Regions from separate parts of the Mus musculus genome. Here regions 2, 3, 4, 5, 6 and 7 are each linked to region 1. The links are chromatin contacts, called in public ChIA-PET and HiChIP or PLAC-seq maps. All regions are on one chromosome and are shown on one strand. The core of a region is the stretch at or near the end of the contact, and the rest is flanking DNA. Distances in the headings are between cores, read along the strand shown.

What was found. ChIA-PET counts read pairs in DNA pulled down with a chosen protein or histone mark. HiChIP or PLAC-seq counts read pairs in DNA pulled down with a chosen protein or histone mark.
Region 2: an RNA polymerase II ChIA-PET map of memory CD8 T cells shows a contact between it and region 1, with 16 read pairs. The contact joins the promoter of Lhfp here to the enhancer-like site in region 1. A contact is called at or near these places in 4 of 115 datasets of contacts at active chromatin or transcription factors (large pre-B cells, memory CD8 T cells, regulatory T cells and 1 more) and 2 of 9 other capture datasets (adipose tissue and liver).
Region 3: a contact with region 1 is called in an H3K27ac HiChIP or PLAC-seq map of regulatory T cells, with 8 times the contacts expected there. The contact joins two enhancer-like sites. A contact is called at or near these places in 4 of 115 datasets of contacts at active chromatin or transcription factors (the 230-238 cell line, bone marrow-derived macrophages, cardiomyocytes and 1 more).
Region 4: an H3K4me3 HiChIP or PLAC-seq map of bone marrow-derived macrophages shows a contact between it and region 1, with 5 times the contacts expected there. The contact joins two enhancer-like sites. A contact is called at or near these places in 1 of 15 datasets of contacts at CTCF or cohesin (large pre-B cells), 10 of 484 Hi-C or Micro-C datasets (the G1E-ER4 cell line, the HL-1 cell line, cerebral cortex and 4 more), 12 of 115 datasets of contacts at active chromatin or transcription factors (the 230-238 cell line, the NIH/3T3 cell line, T-cell acute lymphoblastic leukemia and 8 more) and 1 of 9 other capture datasets (embryonic stem cells).
Region 5: an H3K4me3 HiChIP or PLAC-seq map of bone marrow-derived macrophages shows a contact between it and region 1, with 9 times the contacts expected there. The contact joins two enhancer-like sites. A contact is called at or near these places in 1 of 15 datasets of contacts at CTCF or cohesin (large pre-B cells), 7 of 484 Hi-C or Micro-C datasets (CD4 T cells, the N1E-115 cell line, cortical neurons and 3 more), 25 of 115 datasets of contacts at active chromatin or transcription factors (the 230-238 cell line, the SCID.adh cell line, T-cell acute lymphoblastic leukemia and 21 more) and 3 of 9 other capture datasets (adipose tissue, embryonic stem cells and liver).
Region 6: a contact with region 1 is called in an RNA polymerase II ChIA-PET map of memory CD8 T cells, with 41 read pairs. The contact joins two enhancer-like sites. A contact is called at or near these places in 2 of 115 datasets of contacts at active chromatin or transcription factors (memory CD8 T cells and thymic regulatory T cells) and 1 of 9 other capture datasets (embryonic stem cells).
Region 7: a contact with region 1 is called in an H3K4me3 HiChIP or PLAC-seq map of bone marrow-derived macrophages, with 8 times the contacts expected there. The contact joins two enhancer-like sites. A contact is called at or near these places in 2 of 15 datasets of contacts at CTCF or cohesin (the NIH/3T3 cell line and hippocampal excitatory neurons), 21 of 484 Hi-C or Micro-C datasets (the Ba/F3 cell line, the C2C12 cell line, the G1E-ER4 cell line and 14 more) and 18 of 115 datasets of contacts at active chromatin or transcription factors (the NIH/3T3 cell line, T-cell acute lymphoblastic leukemia, VIP interneurons and 15 more).

Annotation. Positions count from the first base shown.
Region 1 is chr3:52,196,506-52,199,582 of GRCm38.p6, reverse strand. No RefSeq gene overlaps it. Among named protein-coding and RNA genes, the nearest start is that of Gm30074, 18 kb to the right of the region's middle. Within about 2 kb of position 1,427, at least 216 of the 459 cell types and tissues checked have an H3K27ac peak or open chromatin away from gene starts, as enhancers often do. A contact at or near this core is called in the Ba/F3 cell line, the NIH/3T3 cell line, T-cell acute lymphoblastic leukemia and 9 more, where this site is marked.
Region 2 is chr3:53,040,027-53,043,103 of GRCm38.p6, reverse strand. It overlaps Lhfp (lipoma HMGIC fusion partner), which reads right to left and starts at 1,557. Exons shown (of 4, transcript NM_175386.3): 1 at 1,330-1,557.
Region 3 is chr3:52,988,887-52,991,963 of GRCm38.p6, reverse strand. Cog6 (component of oligomeric golgi complex 6) reads left to right here. Exons shown (of 19, transcript NM_026225.3): 16 at 1,898-2,005; 17 at 2,801-2,854. Among named protein-coding and RNA genes, the nearest start is that of Cog6, 27 kb to the left of the region's middle. Within about 2 kb of position 1,458, at least 41 of the 459 cell types and tissues checked have an H3K27ac peak or open chromatin away from gene starts, as enhancers often do. A contact at or near this core is called in regulatory T cells, where this site is marked.
Region 4 is chr3:51,516,576-51,519,652 of GRCm38.p6, reverse strand. Setd7 (SET domain containing (lysine methyltransferase) 7) reads left to right here. Exons shown (of 8, transcript NM_080793.5): 8 at 1-3,077. Among named protein-coding and RNA genes, the nearest start is that of Gm36008, 7.1 kb to the right of the region's middle. Within about 2 kb of position 1,517, at least 97 of the 459 cell types and tissues checked have an H3K27ac peak or open chromatin away from gene starts, as enhancers often do. A contact at or near this core is called in bone marrow-derived macrophages, trophoblast stem cells and uterus, where this site is marked.
Region 5 is chr3:51,538,926-51,542,002 of GRCm38.p6, reverse strand. All of the region lies in intron 3 of Setd7 (SET domain containing (lysine methyltransferase) 7), which reads left to right. Among named protein-coding and RNA genes, the nearest start is that of 5031434O11Rik, 20 kb to the left of the region's middle. Within about 2 kb of position 1,677, at least 49 of the 459 cell types and tissues checked have an H3K27ac peak or open chromatin away from gene starts, as enhancers often do. A contact at or near this core is called in T-cell acute lymphoblastic leukemia, bone marrow-derived macrophages, muscle stem cells and 2 more, where this site is marked.
Region 6 is chr3:52,838,783-52,841,859 of GRCm38.p6, reverse strand. No RefSeq gene overlaps it. Among named protein-coding and RNA genes, the nearest start is that of Gm30292, 43 kb to the right of the region's middle. Within about 2 kb of position 1,494, at least 56 of the 459 cell types and tissues checked have an H3K27ac peak or open chromatin away from gene starts, as enhancers often do. A contact at or near this core is called in memory CD8 T cells and thymic regulatory T cells, where this site is marked.
Region 7 is chr3:51,592,185-51,595,261 of GRCm38.p6, reverse strand. No RefSeq gene overlaps it. Among named protein-coding and RNA genes, the nearest start is that of Setd7, 33 kb to the right of the region's middle. Within about 2 kb of position 1,536, at least 18 of the 459 cell types and tissues checked have an H3K27ac peak or open chromatin away from gene starts, as enhancers often do. A contact at or near this core is called in the Ba/F3 cell line, the NIH/3T3 cell line and bone marrow-derived macrophages, where this site is marked.

The DNA.
Region 1 (3,077 bases), core at 178-2,677:
ACCTCCCGTCCACCTTTCAGTGGGGTCTGACGTCATGGTGAGTCATCTGCTCCACTACAAAGTCGGGAATCCGAGGGGGCAGTCAAGATGGTCTAAGGAGAAACAGCTGGGGCTCATTGGCCTGTCGCAGACAGGAAGTTAGCACCTCCAGTCTCTGCCCCAGGAGCCACAGTTGGCTTTATCAAACAGGAAGAGACAAGATTAGAATACGGTGGGGCTGAAAAATACAGTCTAGACTGATTGTCCCTGAAGAGTTGTCATCCACACGAGCTTCTGAAAGCCAATTCACAGGAAGGTATCCCAACCCAAGGTGCCAAGTGAGCCCACTGTGCAGGTGTCAGCCACACAGTTGCCATTGGGAAGTAGGAAAACACCAGCTCTGAGCTATGTGGAAGCATGAGTATTGGTCCTGGATGGATGTGACAACTACTGGGGACACTAAGGGTAGGTACCGTCCTTATCTGGCATCAGCCAAGGATGTGGAGATGCAGGATGTGATGTAGAGAGCTACCTCAGTTAGTCTTTGCTTTCAGCAAAATAAGTATCATGTCCCTGGACCTGCAGGTAGTCCACACAGAAGTGAAAGAATTGGGTCTAGTGCATCTGTGGGCAAGGTAAAGCACACCAGGTGGAGGCGCTATGGAGACAGACTCCAAGCTCGCACTTGTAAAGTACCAGGAATCAGAACTGCCTAGGGAAGACAGCCGGATACCAGCAGAACTGGACTTCCTGGTCATGACTGCTGGATCTGACCAAGAGAGTTCTTCGGTTGCTGAATTCCATATTTAAATTTAGCCTGCAAATGAAAAAAAAAAAGCAGCTTTTTACAACTCTAAATAAACTTTCTACTACTGAGAATGGTGATTGAAGCAAAAGTAAAAATAGCTGCTCACACCACGATTTGAGGAAATCTAAATCTGAAACGATCGTGTTTTTTTTTTTTTTTTCCTTATTTGCATGCTACCAAATAAGGACATCGGGGAAGCAATGAGTCACCAAGATTCTAGCATTTACCAGACTGCAACATGAGGGGAACGCATTCCCTAGGATGAGCTCTGTGATTGGCTTTCCCCTCATCCCCGATGTGGACCCTTATACACCTACCTGAAAAAATCGGTCCTGATTTCTTTTCCTAATTCTTATGGCAGTGTTTCAGTGAGTAATATTCATGCTTCAGACTGTCGAACCTGTGGAAATAATGTCCCACATCTGAGGAACAGCTCAACCCTTTCACAGATTTTTCCAACCTCTGTTATCTCGGTCGATCACACTCGATGTGCGCGGAATCTCCAAGGCAGAGCATGCGGCTGTCACCTAGGACATCACTGAACTGTGGATCTTTTTTGCAGAGACGGGTGACTCACCATCCAGGAGGGGGTGGAGGGAGGATGACACAAAGGAAAACGAGATTTAGAGATCTGAGCTCTCTGTTACCGTGTCACATGGTCCCTGCATAAACCAATGTTCTACAAGTGCGGAAGCCCAGCCGAAAGGTTCGGGCACGGCCTGCCCACCCAGTGTTTCCTTCTCCAGCTCTTAGAAGACAGTTTAAAGAGAGCTCCGGAATGTTCTGGTCTTTTGTTTGGAAATTTCGCCTGCTTGTTGACTAGTTGTCTGTGGACCGTGGGGTGGGTCTGTTTGCTTTAAACAGGCTGAACGATGTGTAAGGCATGCCGGCTGCTTTTGTGCCTGGCTTATTTGAAACTGTTTTAGTGTGACACTGGAGGACTTTAAAGGCAACTGTAGCTGTGGTGGGATGTTCTTGCAAGTTGGTACAAGAAAAAAATGTGTCTATTTCTTAGCACATGATCAGTGGTCTGCATCTCCCCTATAATTAATAATAAAAATAATAATAATATCACAGGGTCTTGCAAAGAAATTTGAATTACTGAAGTTTTTTTGGGGGGGAGCCACTTGCCCCCTTTATCAGAAGACTGCCAAACATAGTCCCAAAGATGGAAGACATTCCTTGTTCTTATATCACAGGAGTTCAAACCCTGTATCACAAGAGAAATGGTTTCTGGAGAGTTATGGAGAGCTACAGTCAGTTTTGCATATTATCATAACAAAAAATAACCAATAAAGATACTGCCCCCTTCATTGTATAAAGGAGAAATAAATGAAGGAATTGCCACTGAGCTAGGAAGCCTGTCCGTCCCACCCCCTCAGTTTTCACCCATCTTCCTGCAAGGAAGCTCAATGGCTGCCAGAAAGGAAGAGACCATGGCTGTGAACTGGTCAGGCCAGAGGTTGCTGGGCATCAAAACGGCAAGAGGCAGGTCACAAAGACCAGGATGGGCAAAGCAGATCTTGTCCTGCCTTTATCTCTAATTAGTTGTGTGGCTTTGGATAAGCATTTCACCTCTCTCATCTGTCAAATGACAGGCTGGGACTAAGTTCTCCAATGTCTCCAACAGCTCTGGTAGGATAGCGGTGTGTGTGTGTGTGTGTTGGATTAGATTATTTTATTAAGGATCCATATGAAGGCTGTGAAGAAAAGCTGACTGTTTCTGCAAGCTGCAAAAGAGCAGACTCTGGAGGAGCTATGAAATGATCCACAAGGAATCCCTGCGGTGGGTTGAAAAACTATAGAATTATGGAATTGTGTGTAACACACAATCTGAGTGAGGCTCTCTGAGGCCATACAAAATGGGACACGCTAAAGCAAAGAACCCAGGCTTTTGAAGCCAGCCTATGCCCCTACTCCAGTCTCTCCCCATGATAATGCAGCACCGTGTGCTCACAATTAAATGTCAGCCACGGAAAACATTTCCCTTGGCTTTGTTGTTCCAGGACCGGATTCTTTTGTCCTCCATATAATGGATATGCAGAAACAATGACAGAACAGAGATTTTTTTTCTTTTCTAAAGCGATGACAAACACAGTGCTCCTTCCTCCCTCCCTCCTTTCCTCCCTCCTTTCTCCTTGTCCCCACCCCCTAAAATAAATCATTGTTCAGGAAAAAAAAAAAAATCCCATTGTCTATTGTCCACGGAGATCAAGATCTGCCTAGGAACAGTTCAGGCAGACGCTGCAGTGTTCCTAGATGGCCGGTAGGTGGCGCACGAAGGCAGTGC
Region 2 (3,077 bases), core at 308-2,807, 840 kb before region 1:
AGGAAACAAGGAAAGCTAAGTATGTCTAGCATATTTACACGTCTCAAGAAGCTCCACGGTTTTCATTTAGGAAACTTCAAACTTCCTTCAACGCTTCAAAAGTGGGAAGAACTAATTCTCTCCATACGCATCTCTATACAAGTTTTGCCAAACTAGCTCAAAGCTTTTCCACGTCTTTATCTCCTGTAAAAATGCTCCCAAATTAACTCTGACAGCTATTTACTTAAAGAAACGAATGGCTTCTATTTGCCAAGCCAGTGAATTCATTTCACATACTCACATTAAAAGCAATGTAGCATTTTTTACTAGCAGGAGACATAATTCCGGATATTAAAATAAAATGGACCATACAGTAGTTTGTTTATTTGGCTTGCAAGTTCACACTTAGTTTCTAGCCACTCCTCGGCATCACTTGATGAGTGTGCCAACCAAGCAACATGATAGTGGGAACTTCATACAATTACAGAAGTACTGTAAATTTAACTAACAGTATTCACCACTCAGGTGTATACATTGGATATATAGTTACACACCCCCAGTTACTGTAAATTTAACTAACAGTATTCACCACTCGGGTGTATATATCGGGTGATATATAGTTACACACCCCCAGTACTCGATAACACTAAAAACGCCTTCTGTCTTAATTTTCCGGGGCAAATGTGTTCACGCCTCCTATTTTGACTCCTTGGCTTCAGTGCTTTCACCTGCTGGCCATTTCAGACCAAGCACTCACTCTTTTCCAATACCTAATGTCAAGTCAGCTATTCAAAAGGGTTCGATGAGGTGGGCTGGCTTGCACACCTGGCTACACTCTCCACAAAGAACACAGAAGAACACCCCCACCCCGTCGGGTTCCATCTGCAAACTGCTTCCAAACTCCAGTCTCCTACACTTTGCTCGCCCTCTGTTCTGGATTCTACCCAAAGGGGAGCTCCCTCTGGCTACGGTTTTTAAAATCGTGTCAGCTGTGAGCAGAGGCTGAAGTTGAGTTGGTCTGGGGGTTACCATTAAAGGTGGGGAGTGGGAAGAAAGGGACCTCTTTCTCAGCTGGAGTGAGTTACCCTAGTCCAGATGAACTTAAACCCACCATCCTCCCCCAAAACTGCTAGACGCACGCACCGCACCCTGGAGCACACAGGAACACACACAATGATCTCTGGATGCAAAGCGGCACGGGGAAGTTCTTGCAGCCGGCTCTGAGAAAGGGACGGATAAGGATGGAAAGGAAGGCAGCACCCCCCGGAGGCCGACAGGACCTCAGCTGAACTATGCCACTCGGAAAGACAGGAGGGACCCGGGCACGGGGCCCCGGGGCGCGCTACTTACCCGGTCGGGCGGCGGCCGCGGTCCCTCGCGAGTCCCGGGCGCAGCACAACTTGCTGTCTTTCCCTGGCGGGGACAGCGCGGCACCAAAGAAGACTGTCTTTCTTGCCTTTGCCACTATCCCGACGGAGATCGAGGCGAGTCTGGAGAGCTGGGGTGGAGGGTCAGGGGGACCCACCCGGAGAGCCCGCCGGCTGCGGCCGTGCGGCCCGGGAACACGGTGGATGCCGGCTCCAGCTTTGGCAGGCGAGGCACGCGCCGCCTCTTCCCCGCCCTCCCTTTGCCGCTGTCCCCTCCCCTCGGCCCCGCCGCGCAGTCCTGGACGCGCGAGAGTGGGGGCGGCAGACAGACTGAGAATCCAGGGAGAAAGTTGCTCGCCTTCCCCGCAGCTCCCCGGGGGCGCCGAGGCCACACCCGACCCCTGTTTGCTTTTCTGGGTCAAACCCTGGGGTCTGGGGCTGCAGTGTTCGCGCGGCCTTTATGAGGACCAGGATGGGAAGTAGCCTCAGAGATGGGGAGAGCGATGTCTATGAGCTTTAAGGGGCTCTTGAGAAGTGGTCACTTTGGAGGGCAGAGAGCATGACGGGTGTGGACATAGGAAAGAGAAGGCTGGGCACGCCATGCGAGGCTGCTGGATTCCGTGGGGGCAAAGCCAGAAAGAAAGAAGGCAGGCTACTCCCCTGCCAGCCTCTCCCAACAGCTGCAAACCTTTGGGAACTTCTTTCAAGACATTTCTCTTCCTCTTTTTCCTCTTCCTCTTTCCTGGGTTTCCCCCCACTCCCTTACCTCCCCTCTCACCCTCTCTCCTCTTTCTGCTACCCTCCTTTCTCCTCCCGTCCCCTTCCCTGCCTCTTACCCACTCCACTCCCCAACCCATGATCAGCTTTAACATCTATCTACACAACCTTTGAATTTCCTTTCTGAAATCTGCTCCTTTTGATTTCTTCTCAGGCCCTGCCCAGTTCTGACTTGCCATCAGCCTTTTTAACCCTTCGGAAGCCAGAGCCGTATTCTGTGGGTGACTGACTGACCTCTGGAGTCTCCACAGAGGACAGTTATTTTAGGAAGCTGCCATCTGGGACCAGCAACTTTTGAAGTACATACTTGCCTAGATGCAGTTTTTGTGATGTGCCTTTTTCAAAGCAGCTGGAAGTAATAACTGGGTAGGAATATATTTCATAATAAAATTTCGAGTGCACCATTGAATTGGGCGGCATCAGCTGGAGACAGGTTGTTTCAGGATTGTTTGAAAGGTTTTAAGTGATTGATTCCAAGCCTTTCCTTTGTAGGAATAGGATACAGGTAATGAGCCTCCCAGGAAAGCGATGTAATACACATTAAGTTTATCACAATAGTCTTGAGAAGAGGAAAGAATAGTTCCTGGGAGACATTTGGCAGAGTCTGGAGATATTTGGGGTAAGCATGACCCATAGACTGGGAAGGCCCTACTGGCAGCCAGTCCATAAAGCCAGGAGTCTGCTCTGTAACTACACAGGGCACACCCAGAATCATCTAGCTTGAAGTGTGAGTAGGGCCAAGGCTGGGAAGTCATGTTTCAAAATGTCACATGGTTTTTAGCTCACCCATGAACCTCAGGTTTAGAGATCTGGATTTGAAGTTTTCCTTTGTTAACGTACGTTTTTTAACTCTGCTTGTGCAAATCACCAGTTATTGAGCATGGTGGCCATATAATAACAGGTCTGACTTGTAGCTAAATACCACCGCCTGGCTATCACATATCTCATATCTAT
Region 3 (3,077 bases), core at 209-2,708, 790 kb before region 1:
CTGGTGTGTGACACTTAAGGTTTTGGAGAGGATCCAGTTTTTAATACCTTTTAGCTTAGCACACAAATAATGGGCTTCAGGATAGCATCTGCATGAGTGCATGTGTGCTTGTCCACTGCCCTCTCCTCTGTTCCTCCTGTCCCCAGCCCATGCCCTCTCCTGCTGCCTGCTGCTTCACTCTCAGCCCCTCATGCTTATCTGTGTCTTCTATTCCTCACGACCTCGTCCTCCTGTCCCCACCCCATGCCCTCTCCTGCTGCTTCACCCTCAGCCCCTCATGCTTATCTGTGTCTTCTATTCCTCACGACCTCGTCCTCCTGCCTCATGGTCACTTTGGCCTTCTTGACCTACACTATAGTCTGAGGCAGGAGATGGCCTTCTGAAGAGTCTCTCCTCTTTTCAGTGCTGATAACTGAGCCATGTAAGGGAGAATGATTAATTTCCATACTTCATAAGTATGTTTTGCATATTTGTTTCTAAGTCAACCCCAATTCTCTGCCACTTGTCTCAGATCTATTTCCTTAAAATGTTCATTATTTTGCATTACCAGCAGTTACATGCTTGTCTGCAGTTCTGTACATTTTCTGCATGGCACAAAGTTCCGTATCTGTTAGATGGAGTTTGTTAGTTTGTCCAGAGTCTCTATGCTCCCCACCACGTATGATGTGTGCGCTGGACTCTGCACACACACTTCTAGAGACATACAGGGGTAAAGCTAGACTGAGGTTCATGGGATCCTCCAGCTACAGTTTGTGTTGTTGGGTTGAGGCTCCAGATCCCACCATCACCTCACTCCTCTCCAGCTGTCATCTAGCTTTCCCCAGCACTGCTGCTAAGATCAGGCAAGTCTGAGCCTCCTGGAATAACAGGCTCTGTCCACCTAGAAGCCTGTAAGGATTTTTCTTTGGGTTCAGTTACTTCTCCACAACATATTAGGTATTTCTTTTTTCCGATTATTCCCATCATAAACATTTGAGAGCCATTTCCGTTCAAAGATTCAAACTTTTCACTCTGTCTGACTGTCTGTCTGTCTATCTGTCATCTCTCTGTGTGTTACTCTCTTACACTCTGCAGATCCTATCTTTGTTTCATTTTATATCATGGGTCTCTTCTCCAGTTTACTGTGCGACTCTTTGTCTCATTTCTTTGATATTTTCTGTCTCTTTCTTTTTCAGTTCACTGACTTGGCTGTCAGCACTGTCTTCTTTTTCACTTTCATTAAACGCTTACATTTGAACGAACTATTTTTTTTAGGTTTCAGTAAATCCAGGAAGTAAGGACCCTTAGTTATGCTTCCTTGGGTATTTACATGAAAAAGAAGAACGTGGGAGGCTTCTTGGTGGGAGGAAGGCTGGTGCTGGAGTGGCTTGAACTAGGCAGGCTTTGACATAGCGCAGAGACGGGAGTTGGTGGTGCTCTGTGTAGTTGACAGATTGTAAAATTGGGGACGCTTCGTGGTGTGTAAGGGAAGGGGGAGGCTGGCAAGTGGGAAGAGCAGCTTCCTTTTATTGGGGCGCTTTCCTGCAGGTGCCTCATTTCTCAGCTGCAGCGCCGATTCTCACCAAGGTTCTTCGGAGATTGGGCTGTCCAGGGAAGGGAGGGAGGCAGGCTCAGGATGTAGCCTTCAAGGCCTCGTTCTCCCTGAGTAATTTATTTCACATGGTTGTGACGACTTCCGAGTTCTGCTTTTGAAACAGCTGAGAGAACAGGCACCCATATTTCCTAGCTAGTGGCCAGCCCTGGAACTGTTGGTTAGTTGTAACTAAGGGAAGCAGCAGCTGTCTCGGACAGACGGAGGCTGCCTGTCAGGTCCATGATGGCCGCCCGCCGGCCCAGTGTGCTCTGCTCTTACTGATAGTTCTCTTCTAAGTGCTTCTTCTGCTGTGCTTTATTGTAGATTGAAGCCCATCTGGACACTCTTATCAATGAGCAAGCCTCTTATGTTTTAACTAGAGTTGGCTTGAGCTACATCTACAACACTATACAGCAACATAGACCTGATCAGGTGCGTACCACTTGGCCTGGCAAAGGGGCAGCTGGGGTGGCTTCTAGAGATGACTCTAGAGTTTAATCGTGGCCCTGCTACGGATTAGCTGTCTTCTGTGTTCATGTCCTGCGCTGAGACAGGCTAAGTACAGTGACTGTCAGGGCTAGGAGAACGCCTGAGAATGAGAATAATTATTGGTGAAAAGTAATGAGAATATTTAGGAATTAGTGTCACAAGATGCGAAGACAGAGAAACTGGTGTTACAAAGTGTATGCAATGTTCATACTGATGGATTTTTAAAGTCCCATTTTATTTTCAACCAAATGAATGTATGGATTGCTAGACAAGTAATATAATCCTCCATCTAACTTAGCAGATCAGTAAAGAAAAATGTTCTGAACTGAAATAATCTTACAGAACAGAACCCCAGTACTAATAGGTCCTGGGGTGATGGGAAACCCTAATACAAAGTACCATCCTGCCTTAAAAATTAAGCAAAGAATTAGCAGCTTTTGTTCTCTAATTTTTCTGAAATGGATTGACAGTGCAACTTCGCTGTTCTCTGCTCGCTTGGAGGGCAGCAGCCTCCACACCTGGCCGCAGCCTCCAAGTGCTTGTCACTTTCCTTTCCTTGCTCCGAGTACATCTCAAGGGTGGTGGTGTTTCCGTTGTTGATAACTTGCGCCTTTGCTCCTCAGTCACCGCCCTACTCTTACTGTAGTTACGAGAAGCCGCTTTTCTTTGGAAACAACTATGTGATTTTTCTGAACTTGGGCAATCTTCTAATGAACCATTTTTATAACTTTCTTCTAGGGTTCTTTAGCCAATATGCCCAACCTGGATGCTGTGGCGCTGAAGGCTGCAATGGTAAGTGCGTAACAAGACATTTCAAGTGGGATTTCCTTAGGCAGGGCTGCCCATGGCTTACTGTGTGGTGAGAATGTCCTAGGTAACAGCTTTGCTCTCTTGACGTTCAGTTGGAGCCCAGTCACAGCTCCTGAGTGTGTGCTCCTTTTATGAGTTCTCCCAGGATTTATCGTGTACTGGAATCTTCTATCAGGCCTCAGTCACGTCACCAGCACAGTTTAGA
Region 4 (3,077 bases), core at 268-2,767, 680 kb after region 1:
GAGAACTCAGCCCTCAGTTGTGATAGCCACCCCTGGGCTCTTTCACAAGCTTCCTGACATACCTACCGTCAGGCTCTGCACCCAGGTGACGATGCTGCCCGGGAGTGCTAGTCACATCCCTGTTTGAAAGCTTAAGGAGCGAGTTCCCTCGGGAGAAACGTCCTCTGGACTTTCGAGGAGCCTCCTGCAAAGAGGACTGAATAGTTTTCAGACTGCAAGTCAGCAGGATAGGATGGCTTCTATTCTGTAGAAAGACACCATTCAGTAAACTCTGACAGGAGGCTGAGTCTGTGGGTTCAGATTCTGAGAGGAGCTTTTCTGTAAATGTGCCCAAAGAGAGTTGGCTGCTTTGGGGAGAACAATGGCTGAACTTCAGTGACCAGATGAGAAGGAGGACGGAGGACGAGAGAACAGGTTCCACCTCCAATCGCCCAGGCTCACAGGATTTCACACCTGGGGATGGAACCTTAGCCTCAGTTGCTGTAGGGGCTCAACCTCTATCCTAAAGGGCTACTCTAGCAATCTCATCCAAATGGGACTCAAAAACAATTTGGGGGGGCTTAAGGGCCAGCAAAAAACGTTTAGCAGGTAAAGGTGCTGTTGGCAAGCCGATGGCCTGAGTTAAGCCTTAGGACATATATAGTAGGAGAGAAACAACTCCTGAAGGCTAGCCTCTGACCACACCCAGCATGGCACGCACCCGCCCCTCCACACACACACACACACACACACATGTGGCTGGGAAACCGATCTACTTTTCCCATCCCACAGTGGAGGAAGACACACTGGACTTCAAACCCAGCAGCAATGTGTCGGTGACCCTTAGACACAGGAAGCAGACCCTCAGAGCCGAGCCTCCCTGTCTCCCCTCGCCCTGGGTTCCTGGTGCCTTTCAGCTCCTTTTCTTCTGCTGTGTGAGAAGCCTGGGTGTGTGTGTGCAGAATGGCAGCCCAGCCGATTGCTCCACCTCTTTCCTTATGTCTTAAGTTCCTCTTCTCTCTTGCTGGACTCTGTGCCTTTCCCTGACTGTGACCCATTCCAGTCACTGCCCCTGCCTCCGCCTTCTCTATCCCTCTCCCTCCCTCTTCCTTTCCCTCCCTCTTCCTTTTACTCCCTCTTCCTCCCTCTTCTTCTCCCTCTCCCTCCCCTCCCCCTTCCCTTGCTTTCCCTTCCCCCTCCCTCCCCTTCCCCCTCCCCTTCTCTCTTCCTCTCTCCAAGTTACCAAGCATAGGTAACTTGCTTAGTCATAGGTTGCAACTGTTAAAGAGGCCAGAACCTCACTGTGGAGAAGAGAAGCAGACAGCATAGGCGCTGCATAGAGAATTAGCTGCTGAGGGAGGTTGGGGTTTGCTCCTTGCTTGAACCAAAACAGAAAAGCCTCCGAATGTGCCTTCTACTGTAGAAGGACATAGGAAGCGGGCAAGTCTGGTCTTCTCTCAGGATCATAATCACAAACAGCCATGATTGAGATTCTGTGTGGTAGAGAAGAAAAAGAACTGTGCGCTGTCTTCCTGACAGCTGGCGCTTGTGGGCTTACCTGCCTGACGTCAGCACGGGTCTCGAGAGGCCTCATTCAGAGCTGTCTCAGTCCAACCCTGCATGACTTGACCCATCTTTAGCATCTTTCCTATGCTGAACTATTATTGCCTTGTGTTAGAGTTAGGAGTTAGGACTAGGAACTAATCCATGGAGCACGTCCCCCCTAACTGGGGCATACGCTGGAACTAACAGAAGCAAAAGAAAGAACTGAAATTAGGACACAAAAGAATGATAAGGTTACAGAGTAACAGGCGGAAGACTTGAGTTTCTTAGTACAGATTCTTATTTTAATCCTCTCAATCCCTGACCTCTCCAGCAACTAAAAAGGAAACCTTTTTTTTTTTTTTGTCAAGGCCTCTTTGAACCTGACTGGGACTAGAGTTCAGCCTCATTCCCCTTTGGGGTTCATCAGTCTTGAAAAACTGTTTCCTTATCACCAACCCTCACACACACACACACACCCACACACCAACAAGGCCATGTAATCATTTACAACATTTAATTGTGACAATTAAAGTTGCGTTGAGCAGCAAATACAGCTCAAAGTCCAACATCTGCCTAGCAGCTAGAGGCCCTGGCTTACGTCCCTAGTACTGGGAGTGGAAGGGTCAATTGTGAACACTGAAATAAAAGGTTGTCTTCGTGAGACAGTATGTGACACTTTTATTAATTTTACTTAATTGGTTTAAGAAAAAAAATCTAAATTTCTCACTGCAAAAATGCACTTCTACATTTTCCAAGAAGGTCAAGAGTTCTAGGCTTTGGTTATTCTCAAACAGCCACCTCAAATTCTGTCTTCAAAGTAGAGATTTAGAATCCAGACATCTTTTATTTTAGACAAACAAGCAAAACTATGTTGCAAGATGGAGAGTCGCAATGTTTCTTTGCTGCAGATCAAAGGTTCACAAATATCTTCAATTTCCAGGTACAGGGAGGTACCTTGATAGATTCCCGCCCTGAGGCTTGCATTGCTGCAGCGGGGCAGCGGGGCTTGGATTGCTTTCCCTTCTAAAATTTTAAGCTTTGGTGTCAGTGTTTTTTGGGTTTTAGTTTTGGAGGGTTGTTTTTGGTTTTGGTTTGGTTTTGCCGGGGTTGGGGAGGGGAGGGGAGGGGTGGTGATTTTTGTTTTCAAAAAGACTCAATTTTGTAAGTTTTATTTTGCCAAACATGTGCATACATATTCAAAGCAATGAAACTATTTCAAGCCATAAAGCCGCAGGGGTGGAGCCCTTTCCACAAATTTTAATGTGTTTGTATGTAAATAGCTGTTTGTATGAAATATTTTCATGGTAGAATGAATATATTTAAATGAAGTTGAATTATTCCAGTGCTATTTAAACACAGGACAAAAATTTTTGGTGAGAATTATCTGAGTCTATTGAGATATAATGCAGATCAATTTTCATTTTTAGAAATCAAAAAGCCTACAAACCGCTCTGACTGATGACCACCTCCTGGTGGGGTGGCGTCCGATGTGAGGTAGGCTTCCCCAGTGCCTCAGCCGCTTTCTGGTGGTAAGTTCGGTGCTAAAGGAGACG
Region 5 (3,077 bases), core at 428-2,927, 660 kb after region 1:
GCCTCTGCCTCCCAAGTGCTGGGATTAAGGCAAGTACCACCACACCCAGCTGTTGCTTAATTTTATCTAGTCTCTTACATGTGAGATTGAATTCAGCAGTTTCTGGTCTTTCTGGAGTTACTACACCCCTGCTGGTAAACAGCAAACCCCCTTACCCCAACCCCAACCCCCTCCCCGAACTATCTCACCAGCTCCACTGTTCTTTATAAATCATTTAATTGGCTGAGGAGATGGTTCAGCAGATATTGCTAAAGGTAAGTGGATCTGAGTTCAAATCCCCAGAAAGCAAGTAAAAAGCCTGGCTTGGTCCCTTATGCACTCACAAGGCTTTTACTTGGGTCTCATGGGAGGGTCTCTAGGCTGGCATACCTCAAGTTCAGTGAGACCCTGTCTCTGGGACTAAAGCAGAGAGTGGTAGATCAGGACACCCAGTGTCATCCTACACACACTTGGTTTGTATTTATTTTTGAGACAAGGGTTTCCTATTTAGTCCTGACTGTCCTGTGGCTCACTGTGTAGATGAGCCTGGCCTTGAACTCAGAGATCCACCTGCCTCTGCCTCCCTAGTGCTAGGATCAGAGGCGTGAGCCACACATGATCAGCCACACAATTGTTTGTTTGTGTTTTCATCAGTTAAGCTCAGTTTATGCATGTGTGGGCCCAGCTACTAGGGAAGCCTGAGACGGGTATGCCTGACAGTTTGGGGCTGGGGAGATGGCCCAGCAGTTAAGAGTGCCTGTTGTTCTATCATGAGGACTGGAGTTTGAATCCCAGTATTGGAGGCTCCAAGGGATCCAACACCCTCCCCTTCCCACTACCCAACCTTCCCCTGACACATGAAATTTTTCAAAAAGAGCTGTGCCCTAAGGAAAAGATGTGGTCACTCTTTGTCCAAGACTTCCCAAGCATTTTTTAGGCATCTTGGTCAGCTCTGACCCATCAGACATCAGAGTCTAGGTAGAGGCAGAGAAGCCGATACTGGGACCAAGGTACCTGCAGTTTCTGAAGGGTGAGAGAGGACTTCCGAGTGGCCGGGCTGAGCTCCATGTTGCTTGGAGCTGGGGTGCTACTGACATCTGAGAGACTTGTCAGAAAAGTGAGCGGAGCCTGTGTAGGCAGAGGATGAGAGAGAGCCAGCCGAAACAGGGATTCCCAGAGACTCCCACACCCTGTCATTTCACTTGTGACTAGGATCGACGGAAGTCCTGTGGTGAGATGGAAGGTACAGCTGAGACCGTCTCCTACAGTCATCTCACTGACTGTAGTCAAACCTAAAAATGTCTTTAAAAGTGACATTTTTTAGAGAATAACATTTTATGTGTTCTTTGACGATATCATACATGTGTATGCAGCGAGCGTGTCTTCATCATATGCATGCCCAGTCCACCAATCCCCCAGACACCAAAATGTCAGCTCCCACTTTTGTGTCCTTTACCCCTTCTTTCCCCCCTCGTCCCCCATTATCCAACTAGCACTGCTGCAGGTACATAGGCGGGGCCAGCCACTGGAGCAACGTTTCACCCTCTGGTCTTATCAAACACCAAGAGAAGACTGTTGGGAAAGAGGCATTGGGAGACAATAACTAGCTCTCAGAATGGCGGATGGCACATGCGGTATCTGTTGAGGGTGGAAGGGGCTGACTACAGCCCGAGGCTTTCTGGAAGCTGAGTCAGTACAGAAGTGGGCATCAGTGTCAGGCACTGGCTTGCTGGTCATCACTGTAGTCACAGGATGGGAACACAGAGCCACTACGGGCTTCTAGGTCCCTTTTGCTGCTCGAGCACTGGGACTCTGAGGGACATCCGTCCTGGGATTGACAGGACAGTGCCTAGGACCCATTGTAGAGACATCCCAAACAGCCTTTATCTTCTTAATCCCCACCCAAAAGAGAAATGTGTTGTCAACAAGCATTTGACCTACCTTCTCACCGATCCCGCTAGGGGGAGCCAGCGAGCGGAAGGAACCAGACAATGGCCTCTTCCCCATGCTCCTTGATAGAGCAGCTGGGCAGTATTTGTGCCATAGCACGAATAACTAAGAGTAGTAAAAGAACTATTCTGCCTATTGTTCGTGTGAGATTGCTCTAAGAACAGCTTCTTTTGAAAAATCTCCCTCTAATTATGATACAAAGGTTTTGCTGGTGTTATTTCGGTTTTTGAGACAGTCTTGTGTAGCCCAGGCTGGCCTCAGATTCTCTGTGTAGCTGCAGAGCACCTTGAACCTCTGATTCCCCTGCCTCTGCCCCCTAAAGGCTGGAATTATAGGTGCATGCCACCAACTCAGGCTATGCAGAGCTGAGACTCAAACCCAGGGACACGATCATGCTAGCTGAACACTAGCAAAAGGCACCGTGTGCAGCCCCAAGAAATTGGTTTGGTTTGGTTTGATTTTTAGCTTCCAATGCATTTTATTTTCTTTTATTATTTAGAAAACCAAAGGATTTCTGTTTTATAAGTGCAAAGTAATAAATTCAGCTTTTGAGAGAAAAGAGTGTGAGGCCCTAAATAAAGACTTACGTCTGCTTCAAATAGGCAGTAATGTGGTAGGTAGCTCCTGGTAGTTAACCACATGTAAGAATAACACACACTATGCACTAACACACTGTGGCTCAGCAGTAGTAGCCTGAAGATAGATGGTACAGAAAGGACACAGCATTAGTAAGAAGGACAAAGAGCATTGTCTGCCCATGAAAATGATGCTATACATTTTTCCTCATAGGTTCTGAAATTTATTTTAGTTTATAATCTCTCCCCCACCAAAGAGCGGTTAGACTGTGTCGATCTGTGTGACTCGTGTAGGTAAGGCCACTTATCCCTGTCCCAATAGCAACACTGACGGTCACATGAGTGCCACCCTGCATTGCTACTTTGTATAACTGTTCCTAGATTTTTGAGCCCAGGACATTAACCAAGCTATCCAAGGCACCATGCTATCAAATTGTTTAGCAAGCTTACAAGGGACTTTGATTGGTAAGTTATGCAGTAAGGACTTCCAGCAGAGGCCACATCTCTTGCTTCCTAAATTAGATTATCCACAACACTGTGGTAGCCCCCAGTTCAACTAAAACGTGTTTATGG
Region 6 (3,077 bases), core at 245-2,744, 640 kb before region 1:
GGGTTCCACTAAGATATGCTTATCCCATTCGAACATTACCGCAGATACCTAAATTGCTTAAGATAAAGTTTAAGTGCACAGCACATTCTGCCTCAAGATGCCACCATTTTCAGTGGCATAGATAGTTATATTCCAAAGCCATTGGTGCTGCACAAAGGCCTCTGAGAAGGACAGGGAGGTAGCAGGAAAGGGACAAAAAGACCAGACCCAAAAGGTCTGGGCAGGAAACTGTGGAGACCTGAGGGCTCATTAGGGAAGCTTTGAGCTTCTTCCAAGGTGAGGAGAAGCCTCCCAGAGCTGTGGTTAGCTGCCGACTGTTTCACAGGAGGGCTCTTTTGAAGCTTTCCAACAAACTGCTGGGAGCTGGCTTCCTCCTGCTTACACACTTTACTCTCTTCTTTATCGCCATACTTTGTATCGAATATCGCCACATTCCCAGGTGCATGGCACTTCCACCCAAGTCCCCATACCTCTCTTCTTCAAATGATTTAGTTACTGAAATCTGTGGTCCCATCTCCTTGGACTCATTAGGTAGCTTGATAATATTTTTACATGCAGGCCGGGAAGAAAAATAAAAACTTCTCAATTTTCAAATAATTTTTATTTATTATCAGACACAAAATAGTGTACTTTAGAATCCTAGGGTCTTTGGGGATTGGTAGCCAGAGTCTTGATTTTGTTATAAAGGATATTATGTATCAGTATTGGGTAATAGTGCAGCTTTCTTGACCAGTGAAGAGGAAAGAGGACAATTCCTTATTGCAGGAGGCTGTCTGAAGTACCAGAATGCTATACCAGAATTTTAAAAGGCACAGGGTAGGCATTTTAAGCACAGGGAAGCCCCTACCTCTCAAAATATAAAATAATGTTTTTAACCATAGTGGTAATTCCATATGATGGACTTTGTTAAACGTAAAACCACTAATATATATGAAAACACAATTTATCAAATTTTACCGACTAGTAAATTACAGGTTGTATTGACTCACTATTTGAAGCACTAATGGAATAAGGGAAGCTAAAAGCTGTCTTTTCATTGGCTGGGTGGCTGGTCTTCAACAGCTGGGCGACCAGTGTGGTAAACAGGAAGCCATCTCCATGGTAATGGGCAATTCAACTTAACTTTTTAACACGCTAAGAGGTAATTACTTTTTTTTTTTTTAATTTCCATTTTTAAAACGTTTGGAGTTCATGACAACAGTGAGGACCCGAGGGTCAGGCATTTCCTGGTCGTTAGTGAAGCTGACTTTAGCTGACTTTAGGTCACTAAGAATTAAACGTTGTGACCCCCCTCCCCTTTTTTTTAATGAAAAGTGAACTGTGATTTTTTTTTTTTCTCTTTCTCTCCTCTTCCTGAAGTCTGCAACACAAATAAATGACAGAATTTTATGCTCACACACATGGTGTTTTGATTTCCTGCAGATGATAAGATCAGGGTGGAGGACCGATAACCACAGGGTGTAGGAGGGTGGGGCTCAGGCAGGCCCACATTAAAGCCACAGGTGGGTCCCTGACAGATGAGAAGATGAACCAGGGCTGAAGAGGCCAGCCAAGACGGTGAGTTCTGCTGAGACAACCTGGAAGGAGAAGATGGGCGGTCTCAGGGCAGAGGAGAATTCTGTTGGAGGCCGAGCTCTGCCAGGGACTTCTAGAATACACTACAGAGCCTGTATCCTAGGCAGCTGCCTGGGTGTGGTCCCCCTCTAACACCCACATTTTCTCTTCCCTACCTTAATAATCTATGCACTTCAAAATTCCAGGCAAGTCTGCATTCATAGGCTGTCTTGAGAACAAGAAATAAGAACAAATGAAGTCAGTGTCCACAGTAGCAAACCACAGTCCAGCTCTCTGCAGGCAGCGCTTGCTCTTCAACAGCCTGTCGCTGTCAAAGGTAGCTAGAGTCTGCCTAGCGTTGAGTCTCCGCAACACTGTAGCAACCCTCTTCGCCTTTCCCACGCTACAGCCTGCTCCCATTAGCCATCAGTGAGTGTACAGCCAAGCAGAGAAGACAGATGAGACTCTCCAGCAGCCTAGGGCAAAGTCTTGGGAAGTCCCCAGGTCCAAGAGTTGGATGGACCCAGAGAAGCTTCAGGGTGCAACAAGTGCATTTCTACTGACTATAGTCTTTCCTGGTCCAGAACCCATGTCCAAAAGGTTCTGGCAACACAGGAAGGAGAAGAAAGATTCTGATAAAAATGAGTTGCCCACAGGGTATACACAGAAGTCTCGGGGGTCGTTGATGCTTTTCCGGGAGCCATCTGATGACTACAGCTTCAGACAAGAGTGCTGTCCATTCTTATAGTCAGTATTTAAATATTCAGTACTTTAAACAGAAATACTTCTATTGATTTTATTTTGAGCTATTTTATGATTTTATTTTTGAGACAATGTATCACTCACTCTGTAGCCCAGGCTGCCCTTAAGCTTTCAGTCTTTCTGTCCCAGCTGCCAGAACACTGGGATTACAGGTTTTCCTTAAACCCAATTAGCGCGCAGAAGTCCTGGATGCTGGAGGGAGGATGGATGCCATGACAGAATGTCTCAGGAGCTAGGCTAGCCTGCAGGGATGTAGACTGCTTCCACAGGCTCAAAATGATTCTACCTCCGTTTCTGCAAGAGTTTTGTGACCACGGACCCCGTTGATCATGTGCACACAGATGCCTTAAAGCTGTTCAGACCAGGATCTTATTCAAATCTGATATTAGAAGCTGTTCTTTCTTAGCCCCACCCCCATCATCAATCAGTTCATCTGTACATAGCTGGGTCTACGTTCCTGTCAGGACCAGTCCCATGACTGTGTGCTCCTGGCTGGGATAAGACTTCTCCTGCCTCACAGTGAATCCGTTTAATGCAGGACATAGTCCATGCTGCCTTGCTTTCAGATACTATTTTCATATCATACATAGGGTGTGCTCTGTATGTGTAAAGCGTACACAGGGCCAGGATTTCTGCTTGCCTCTTGTTCCTTGAGCAGTTTAAAGTTTGTTCACTTTCTCCTGACTCTCATTCCTCTCAGGAAATCCATTTCCAGGGGCAGGCTCTAAGAGCATCACTCTCATTGCTTTTACTTACTCTAT
Region 7 (3,077 bases), core at 287-2,786, 600 kb after region 1:
CAACACCACCTGGGTGACTCTTACACATTACCAAGTCCAGCCGCAGCACGCGATACAACCTTGGTCATCTCTGAAACACAGCTTCTTTTGTCCTCTCAGAGAACACTTCCCAGAAGACTTCACCTCAGTGATGTTGGTCTCTTCTTAATCACTAATAATTTCTTAGCTCCAGCTAGCCAGCACCAATTGGTTGACTCTATTCTTGACTCTAAAGTCAGAGCCACATGGCCAAACCTGCTGAGTTCTGATGCTTGCTAGGGCTGGAACATGGCCCCTTTGTTTTAGTACATCCTCACACGGTTTCTGTTTCCCAACTCCTTCACTGCCCAAGCTTGGCTGTCCTGGAACTTGCTCTGTAGACTGACCCTGAACTCAGAAATCTGCATGGTTCTGTCTCCTGAATTCTGGGATTAAAGACTATATTACTATGTCTAGACCTAAACTTTTCTTTACCTAGAACTTTCTGTATAGCAGGCTGGCCTTGAATGCTCGCCTCTTGAACTCTTACCTGCTTGCCTCTGACTCCTGAGATTAAAGTCGAGTGCCACCTTGCCTGGACCTAAGCTTTTCATGGCCACTATTCCTCAAGATTTGGATCAAAAACCCGTGTTCTCCATTTCTGAATTGTAGTTCATTCCAGATTAAAAGTCCAAATGAAAACAATAACCAAGTAATAATAATATCTACCATGACATAACTATTTCTTGTTCAGTGCCAAATGCTTACATAATAAGCTTAGCTGGGTGGGATCTTATCCGAAAGTCACTACTCCCTTAATCTATTTATCTCCTTGAACACAGGATTTAGCTTCATTGCACTTCCTGGCTTACTTTTATTGCTTGAACCATACATTTTATATTTTCCCTTTCTTAGCTTGCTCTGCTTGATGAAAACACTTTTTGTGGAAGTAAGCCAGAGGACACAAGTGGATGCTGGGCTTTTCTGAGACTTCTTTTGTCCGTGCAATAAACTGAAGTTGCTTCACCTCAGGCAGACTCTTCAGACAAGGGCAAAAAGCAGCAGCATTCTTCACCAAAACACCATAAGAACAATCTCCAGAGTTAAAAATCACCCTTAGCACCAATGCCTCCCATATTCCTACTGGGATGGCCCATTAAGCCCCACTTAAAGCATTCTACTGCTTCCTAAATCCAAAGTCCCAAAATCTACATTCCTCCAAACAAAAACATGGTCAGGCCTATCACAGCAGTACCCCAGTCCCTGGTACCAACTTCTGCCTTAGTTAAGGTTTCTATTGCTGTAAAGAGACACCATGACCAAGGCAACTCTTAAAAGGACATTTAATTGGGGCTGGCTTAAGGTTCAGTCCATTCTCATCAAGGCAGGAAACCTGACAGTGTCTAGGTGGGTATGGTGCTAAGGAGCTGAGAGGTCTACATCTTGTTCCAAAGGCAAACAGGAGAAGACTGGCATCCTCAGGCAGCCAGGAGGAAGCTCTCTAAAGCCTGATCTCAGTGACTCACTTCCTCCAACAAGGCCATGCCTCCCAATAGTGCTGCTCTCTGGGCCAAGCCTAGGCAAACCACCACACGGTCTCTAGAGTTTGCCAGACTCCACTTCTCAGTGATGCCCAGCAGGGACCTCCTCAGCCTACAAAGTGAGTAGCCATCTTTCTGAGGGTATGGATGGGCTCCAGAGTGCTGCCCTGGTATCTGCTGTGGTTTCTTTCCACTGCAATTCCAGCTATACCCAACTCTGACCACAGCTCTCTCCTGCCAAAGAAAACATCTCATTCAAAATTAGTCCTAGCTACTCTCTGGTGCATTATGGTCCAGCCCTGCTCCACCATCCCCTCATTCACACACAAACCTCCTCTACCTCTAAGCCTTGTTCTTGCTCCTCTGCCTTCAGTGATGGCCGTTCATTTGAACCCGGTGATGGGTTCAAATCCCATCCAGTTCCTACCTTAATGTCTGTCCCCATTCTCCCTCCAAGAAGGAAGGAACTCTTGTATAATCTGTGACGAGCTACAGGCTGCTGATGTCATTAGGGTCAGAGCCTGGACCCTCAAAGCCCTAACAAGCCAGGCTCAGCCTCCTATTCCCAATAGGACATCTAAAGACACAATAGGAAAACGCAGATGTGAATTTATTCAACATGGACAGCTGTAAAGAAGAACAAGAAGTTTCCAGTGACTCCCATGTCTGTCCTTGGGGGCCTGACAAGGATTAGGTTTAAATCGAAGGTAGGAGATATGCAGAAGTGTGAAACCTCTTTTGAAAAACAAATTCCCCCTCTGGCTGGTATCAGAGCTCTTTTCTTTTTCGCTCCAGCTGAGAGTCGAGAATTCAAGCACAACTAATAATAGAAGAGCCAGTGTTTATCACTGCTGCTCCATCCATCTCTTTCTGCCTGCCTTTTCTGGTTTTTTGAGACATGGGCTTATGTGGTCCAGGCTACTCTTGAGCCCATACATAGTGAAGAATGACCTTAATCTCATGCCTTAGCTGCCAAGTGGATTTCATGTCCGCACCAGCATGCCAGGCACACAAATTAACTCTATGTCTACCTGTTTACTGCTACAAATAGTCTTCAAACACTCTTTCCAATAAAGAAGCACAGAACTCACAAGCAAGTGTGTCTTGTTTTAGTAACTGGTTTTATTAATTCAAAGTATATATGAGGTCATTGAAAATGGAAATTCTATTTTATCAGGAGACATTTTTCAACAAGATAATAAATACTTCCTATCTTTAATGATGCATCAGCAAAATCCATATGTATATATATCTGTCATTAAGTCAAAACAAAGATGACAAACCATTTTGTTTGATGCAATAAGACCTCCCAGAGTAAAATATGTAAACACTCAGAGCCTCGGAAAATTTTAATTTCTGTACATATTCATGGCAGAGACATATATGAGACCGATCAGAACTCTGTTAACCACAGCTGTACAATATTAGCATAAATTTTTACTGGGAAGAGGTGTGGAAAGAGAAATTCAAGGAGAAAGAAGAGCAACACAGAATTTCCAGTATCCACAAAGAGCTTGTTCTTGTGATTTGGGTACAGACTGCTCAGGGTCTCTCAGGTTGCTGGAGGTTTAATTTACC